Regions from separate parts of the Bactrocera dorsalis genome. Here region 1 is linked to region 2. The links are chromatin contacts, called in public Hi-C maps. All regions are on one chromosome and are shown on one strand. The core of a region is the stretch at or near the end of the contact, and the rest is flanking DNA. Distances in the headings are between cores, read along the strand shown. Region 1 overlaps LOC105222577 (serine/threonine-protein kinase tousled-like 1). Region 2 overlaps LOC105222577 (serine/threonine-protein kinase tousled-like 1).

Region 1 (3,725 bases), core at 500-2,999, 100 kb after region 2:
AATTCTAAGGAAGTCATGGCAATAAGAACGTTGAAAATATTGTAGAAGTATTTTGAGCTGTCTACTCGATCAAGAAGTCAAATAGTTGAGTAGCTTTGTGTCACTTCAATGAAGATCGCGAAACCATCGAAAACTTACTTCATTTGAGTTGTCCATCCACCGCGCTTAATGACGATCATTTCGAAAAATTTAAGTTCCACATCTTCTTTGCCTTCGTCTAGGCATGGGAAAGAAAGGATCTCAACCTCTCTAAAGTATCGCCAAGAATTTGGTTAATGTTTTGGGTATTACACGTATCAATGTTAAACTCGAACCAAAAGTCCGAAATTTTTGCAAAATTGACGGCGCAAAAGAGTTGCATGTCGAGGCGCAGCCTGCATTCCCCAAACGCATGTTTACTTGTGACGAGACATAGACAAATATAACCGAAAAAACCCAAAATTCGCTGAAGGCACTAAAGGACATCTCAGCCGAAGCATAGAACAGGTGTATAGAAAATGAGATAAAGCGTTGACATGCTTCTGTTGGTTGAGAAGCCTATGTATTTTGAAGGCGATATTAAAGATTTGTGAATCCAGGTCAAATGACCATATCAGATAAATAGGGGACAAGGGATAATTCGGTTACATTTTCCCCTATTTTAAATTTCTAAAGTTTAAACAAATTTTTATTGTTCCAAATAAAGAAATTCTAGGGATATACCCAGTATAAATCTGTACATCGTGCCCACCATATTTTAAAGAACATTTATAAATTAATCAAAATAAGAAAGGACGTCTCAATACATTTATATACACACCTCCTATATCAGACTATACACTAAAATTCCATAATACCCGAAACACTTGGAAACCCTATTGCCGCTTTAAAGTAGCTACTATCTTATACAAACTAATAAAAAATGGATTTAATTTACATTAGATCCCACATGAATTTCGTTGAGACAACATCCACTCAATTCAATTACAAGAGCACAAGACACGAAGAAAAGCAACACAAATCTTCAACAACTAAATCGCACGCCAAACCTGTTCCGCAGCCATTGAAACGTACCACATTTTCCAAGCTGGCTCATACAAGCAAATAAATATAGGTATTACTTTGAGTGGTCTGAACGGAAAACGACCCCAACAAACTAACTAACCAGAGGCGCTAAAGTAATTACCCTCGAGTACCCCCCAAAGCGAACACGAAGCACACGATAAAACACGCGATAGATAGCCCACATTGAACCACTCACCCGACCAACAACCATTTAAAATGCATAGCACAACAGCTGACGGCAAGCAAACAAGTTCGATGCCAACGAACAAAAACAACGTCAACGTCAACCGACGAAGCAAACAACCGAAAAAACAGCAACACCAGCAAAGCGAATACTATGAAGGCGAAAAAATGCACTCGCAAGCACAGCCGAGCAACAGCGTGCGTCTGAAGCTAAAAATAGTATAATATTTAAAAAAAATACATAAATGTATGTATGTAAATATACGTATGTAAACATATTAACGATTACGCTGCTGACGAAGCGACAGCAATAGCAACAACGTCGCAGGCGACGACGACGACAACAACGACGACGATAGAATATAAAAATGTTGAGAGATACGATAACATTGTTTGCACGATTTTCATAATAAATAGTTCGGTTGTTGGTGTTATTGTTGCGGTAAAGCGACCTTCCGGTGCGCCGCACGACCAAACGACACCGCAAACATAAGCGGAGAGCGCCATAACAGCGCGCACAGCGCACAGCTGCTCCCCAACACAACACAATTTCAATGGAATGGTTGGAATGCTAGACGTGTGATAAAGTCGCCTAAGACAAGTGAGAAATGAAACGAAATATGCGAAATGAGAAGCGTACGTATGTATGTATGTACAGATTAAAATGGGGAGCCAGTCAGTCAGCAGCAGCAAGAGCAATAGAAACGGGAACGGCAACGGAACTACCGCATGATGAGGTGATAATCCAGCTGGGGAGCGCACAGCAAGAAACGAATGCTGTAAACGAGACGACTACACGCTCAATGTGTGCAGCCAAACGCCGAGCGACGCTAAACGAATCGACACAAAAACATACCATACATATGTATGTATGCATGTATGTAGAATATGCACAAGTAAACCAACGACCTTCTCTTAAATTTTCGCCTTTTCGCATGACTGGTGCTTGTGTTTTTTAATGACGAGGCTTTAATAACTATTTGTGTGGAATTTGTTGGAATTTTATGTGCAAACGAGTTAATTACATGCAATAATTCGTTATTAATAGCGTTTTTTATAAATAATTTATATATTAATATAATATAAATATCTATGGGTGTAGATGAAATAACTTCATTAACATGCTATAATCTCTTAAATAGTTGCCTAATTGTTTGAATACTCAAATGCGCAGTGCATACATAAATTCCACCTACATAATAACCATAAATAATTATAAATAAATGGCACACAAAAAGTTTTATATTTATTTTTATGTATGTGTGCATTTGTTTTTGTATCCACAAAGCTGTCGGCATTTGTTTTGTGCAAATCGCTCGGGTGCCCATTCCACAGCGCTTAAGTGGATAGTAATCAGTGGACATAAACTTTTGTTCGAATTACGTACTGCCACCATATTAAATTATCGCACTGTTATATTGCTTTTTAGCAAATTGTCGGCAAGGATTGCCATATTTTTGATAATAAAAAATTAAAATCCATCATTTTCAGATTTTATTCAGTAAAACAGCCAAATAGGAAAATTATTTAAATTTAAATAAAAAAGATATGTGGGTTTGGAGTTCTTACTGGGAACTTTAGCTGGAGAGTAAAAGCTGCCTCTAGCTTTTATTTATTTTGTTTTTACCTACTCCCAACTCCAGACTCTCCCATGGAACCACCTGATTATGTACTACTTCGGTGGAGTGATAAGACATTGAAGTCTGCTCCATTGCACAGACTGACGGCTGCTGCTCTATATGTCTCAGTTTTGTCATGAGCTGACACATGAGTGTCGCCAAATTTTTCACTGCAATACTAATACCGAGAGTCTTCAAACCGAACACATCAGACAATTCGGAATAATGTCGTGCTGGAATCTGTGTTAGGTGGAAATCGAGGTCCCCATGTCGTCTATCTATCCACGAATGGATGCCGGGTTCACAAAACTTTTTAGCCACCGCTGCTGCCATATTGTTAAGTTTTTGCGCTCTCTTCTCCTTTGTCTCCTATAGACAGCTCTGATAACTTATATTCGTATTCGTCACCCTGGGTTTCAATGGACACCATACTGCCTATTACTTCAGCAGCATCGCTTGATATTATTCGGAAGGCACTGTCAACTCTTTGTGCTGACAGCGTTGTACTGTGCTTATTTGTCTGGCATACGCTTTAAGGCCTAGCGCCTAGATCCATATTGGAGCCGCATATAATACAACCGATCTTATTTACTTTTCGAGTAAAAAAATCGCGGACGCAACCTTTATTTGCCATCATTCTTGATAATGCGTTGAGGATTTTATTCGCTTTGCCTGCAGTGTATTCCAGGTGATCTTTAAAATTAAACCTTGGGTCTAGTACTCCCAGATATGTACTTTAATTGTAGCTGTGAATGAATCTCACACTCTTCCATGAAGAGATATATTTTCCTCCATTTTTCTAGTCTTTTGAACAACCAGTTCAGAACTCAGGCCCGAGATTCTATTAGAAATACAAATTTTTGTTGTTTCGACGTAATA
Region 2 (3,570 bases), core at 744-3,243:
GTATTGATAAACCTTGATTTTGATTCATGATTGTGATCGAATTTAAAGCCAAAAACGAAGTTAGTACCATCGATCAACCACCGCATTCACCAGACGTGGCTCCGTCTGATTTTTTCTTACTCCCCAAACTGAAAGCGCCGCTCTGTGGGTCTCATTTTCAGTCGATCGAAGAGATAAAACAAAATTCGCTGAAGCAGCTGAAGGTCATCCGACAAAATCATTGACATAAGTGTATTACATCTGGTGGGTATTACTTTGAAGGCGGCAAAATAAATATTGATGAATAATTTTTAAAATTTCCGGTTATTTTTTGGTCACAATGTTTATGTACACAATTTTGAAAAAGTTATATTTAGTCCCGGAAAATAAGCAACACCGCATAGCATTTTTGAATAAAACAAATCGATAAACATCACTGTTATCAATGTATTCAATTACTTTTCGAGCATTCCTTACCTTATTTTAGCTTCTATTTATAGTTGATAAATTGCAAAGCATTTGTTTAAGGCAAACATAGTATACAAAATAAAATATTCGAGTCTAAAAATGAATTTAAGTATATACATATATAAGTACATATGTACATATGTAGGTATACCTTGGCACATATCACTCAACACGCGGTAAAAGAAAATAATTAGGGCAACTAAGAAAATAACAAACTCTATTATAATTTCCGGTTCACTGGCCGGCACTAGATATTAAAAGAAAATTTATGGACTTAGAAAATTGTTTATTTTTAGTTTTGGTTAGCATTCACCTAGTGAATAAGAATAACAGCGCTTAGTCATAAGGTTGTAAAATGAAAAAAAAATATTAGTTGTTTTTTTAAGAAATTTGTTTTTTAATAATTAAAAAAATTATATATTTTTTAAATAATAAATGTATGTATTTCTTTAATAATAGTATAATTTTAGTTTAATAATAAAATTTAGTATTTTTTAAAGTGTTTGTTTCGTTAGGGGTCAGGGGGGATCAGATTCACCCAGCCATTTCTCCGACAGATGACATCAAAAAATTCCGAAAAAATTTGTTTATACACCCCACCATATACCTCATGATATGAGAAAAAATTCTATTGTCAAATAAAAATTTCTATGAAAAAAAATGTCAAATGAACAGACCAGATTACCCTATGACCCCTTAATAATTAAAAAAAAAAATTGTAATATTTATTTTTAAACATTTTTTTATAATTTTTTTAAATAAATTTTTTTAATAATTGTTTCACTTATTTTTAACATTTTTTTCTTTGTAATAAATGTTAGATAATTTTTTGGTAAATATTTTTTTTAAATATAACTTTTGAAAATTGTTTTTACTTATTTAAATTATTATTAATATTTTAGTTTTTAAAGTATTTGTGTTTTAATGAATTTAAAAAAAAATTAAAATATTTTTTTTTATATTTTTTTTGGTTAATATTTTTTTTGCTATATACATTTTTTTAAATTTTATTTTTTTTTAGTAGATATACATAATTCCTAATGCTTTGTATTAAGATTTATTTCCATTTAAATTATTCTAACAAGTGTTATGTTCAAGTAACAAGAAATATTTTTAATTTAGTGCTGAAGTATTTCATAAATACATACTATGTGTATATATGTTTATATGTTTATATATACCTATGTGTCTATACAATGTCTAAAACTCAAATATGCCGTGGACAAAGCTAATTTGTCAGCATGAAATCGGTGAATAATAAAAGTCATGTGTTTGGTGACTTGATTTTCATATGAACATATACATACATATACAAATGTATATAATTTATGTGTTCACTTACTATTTCACTTTATTATTTTTATTTTTCTCAAAGTCACAAAGAAATGAACGCCTGCACCCACAGATCGAGCGCACGATCGGCTGACTATCACTTATGTATTTACACATCAGCACACTAACTCACGTTGTATCTAAATGTAGTGCATATGTATGTATATACCACATATAAATATGTACATATGTACTTAATTATAATATAAAATGTGTGTAAAGAGACACTTGACTGTTGTGCGGCACACAGTATTACACTCACATCCGTATATAGTATACGTATATAGTACATATATACAATATTATATAGTGTCTGAAATGGCAACGCTCTGACAATGCGCTATAAATTGTCTTTCACATTTCAATCGCATACTCGAATAATTTAAAATATTTCACCGACATGACATGCTTACCTAATTAGGTATTTAATGCAATAAAATATCAGATAGCGACTGATAAAATAGCGAATAGCGGCGAATAATGCGTTGTGGCGGTTTAGCAGCGAGATATGTTGGTATTTTACGCAAAAAAAAAGCAAACAGTATAAACCAGAAGTGATATACATACATACATTGATACATTTGAATGATCAGGAGCAAAAATTGCGATCGGTAATCTAGTTATAGATATGCACGTGTCGCAGACGGTAGTTTTACAGCTAAATTTCAATTAATGATTTTATGTTCTTTTTTAAGAAAAATAAAATACTTTTTTCCAATATTTTTTTTTTCACCCTTTTTGCCTAAATATACGCCTAGAAACTCAAAAAATGTCATACATACGTTTCTAGATTTTAATTCTTAAAACAATCAATCCTTAATCAATTGCCATTGTAAAAATCATTGACGTTAAGTGGCATAATTGTGTAGTACGTGTATTTGCTATAACTTCGCCTTATCGCGACCAACTGTTGATGACTTGACGTGGTCGGTAATACAAAAATCAATCAATAAAGGGTGTTTAGATACGCTAGAAAGATAAAATCTAAGAATTCAAATCTTTGGCCGACAAAATTATCCAAACGGTACTGTGGGCAAAAAATAGTAAGACTTTTTAATTTAACAGTCGAGAACTCTTTGACGACGAACCACATCCAGGACATCCATCAACATCATCTGATGATCAACACGTCAATAAAATAAAGGAATTGGTGCTTGAGAATTGACAATTAACCGTCAGAGATCTTACTGGCATCGTTGGAATATCTGTGAAGCAATGCTTTTCGATAACCATGATGTCACGAAACGTATTATTCCTGGCGTTGAGTCTTGAATCTATGCCTATGACCCGGAAACAGACGATCATTCGGCCGATTATCGTGGCAAAGGGGGAACTGAAGCAGAAAACCCACGTCAGAGCAGGTCTGAAATCAAGGTTATGTTGACAGTTTTCGTCGTTTATGAAAGTGTGCTGCACTCCGAATTCATTATGACTGACCAAACCGTCAACAAGGAATACTATTTGAATGTTATGCGTCGTTTGCACGAAGTTATTCATAAAAAGTGGTCGGAATTATGGGCCACGAAGTTATTCGTAAAAAGAGATCAGAATTATGGACCGACAATTCTTGGTTTTCACACCACGATAATGGACCGTGCCATACTGCATTGAATTTTCGTGAATTTTTAACCAAATTTTCAACCAACATCGTTTCGCAATCAACGTATTCGTCTGCTTTAGCTCCGTGTGTCTTCTGGCTATTCAGAAAACTCAAACGGCTTTTTGATTGAAAAAATGGGGATTACTTTGATCTGTTTCGTCTCCAAATTTTGAAGAATAAATTAAGAATTT

What was found. A called contact is a pair of places that touch in the nucleus more often than the background predicts.
Region 1: a Hi-C map of whole body shows a contact between it and region 2, with 4 times the contacts expected there. The contact joins two enhancer-like sites. A contact is called at or near these places in 2 of 2 Hi-C or Micro-C datasets (both in whole body).

The regions. Positions count from the first base shown.
Region 1 is chr4:44,514,237-44,517,961 of ASM2337382v1, forward strand. The region is part of intron 1 of LOC105222577 (serine/threonine-protein kinase tousled-like 1); the gene reads right to left. Among protein-coding and RNA genes, the nearest start is that of LOC105222577, 47 kb to the right of the region's middle. Within about 2 kb of position 1,750, the one cell type or tissue checked has open chromatin away from gene starts, as enhancers often do.
Region 2 is chr4:44,413,013-44,416,582 of ASM2337382v1, forward strand. The region is part of intron 1 of LOC105222577 (serine/threonine-protein kinase tousled-like 1); the gene reads right to left. Among protein-coding and RNA genes, the nearest start is that of LOC125778435, 18 kb to the left of the region's middle. Within about 2 kb of position 1,994, the one cell type or tissue checked has open chromatin away from gene starts, as enhancers often do.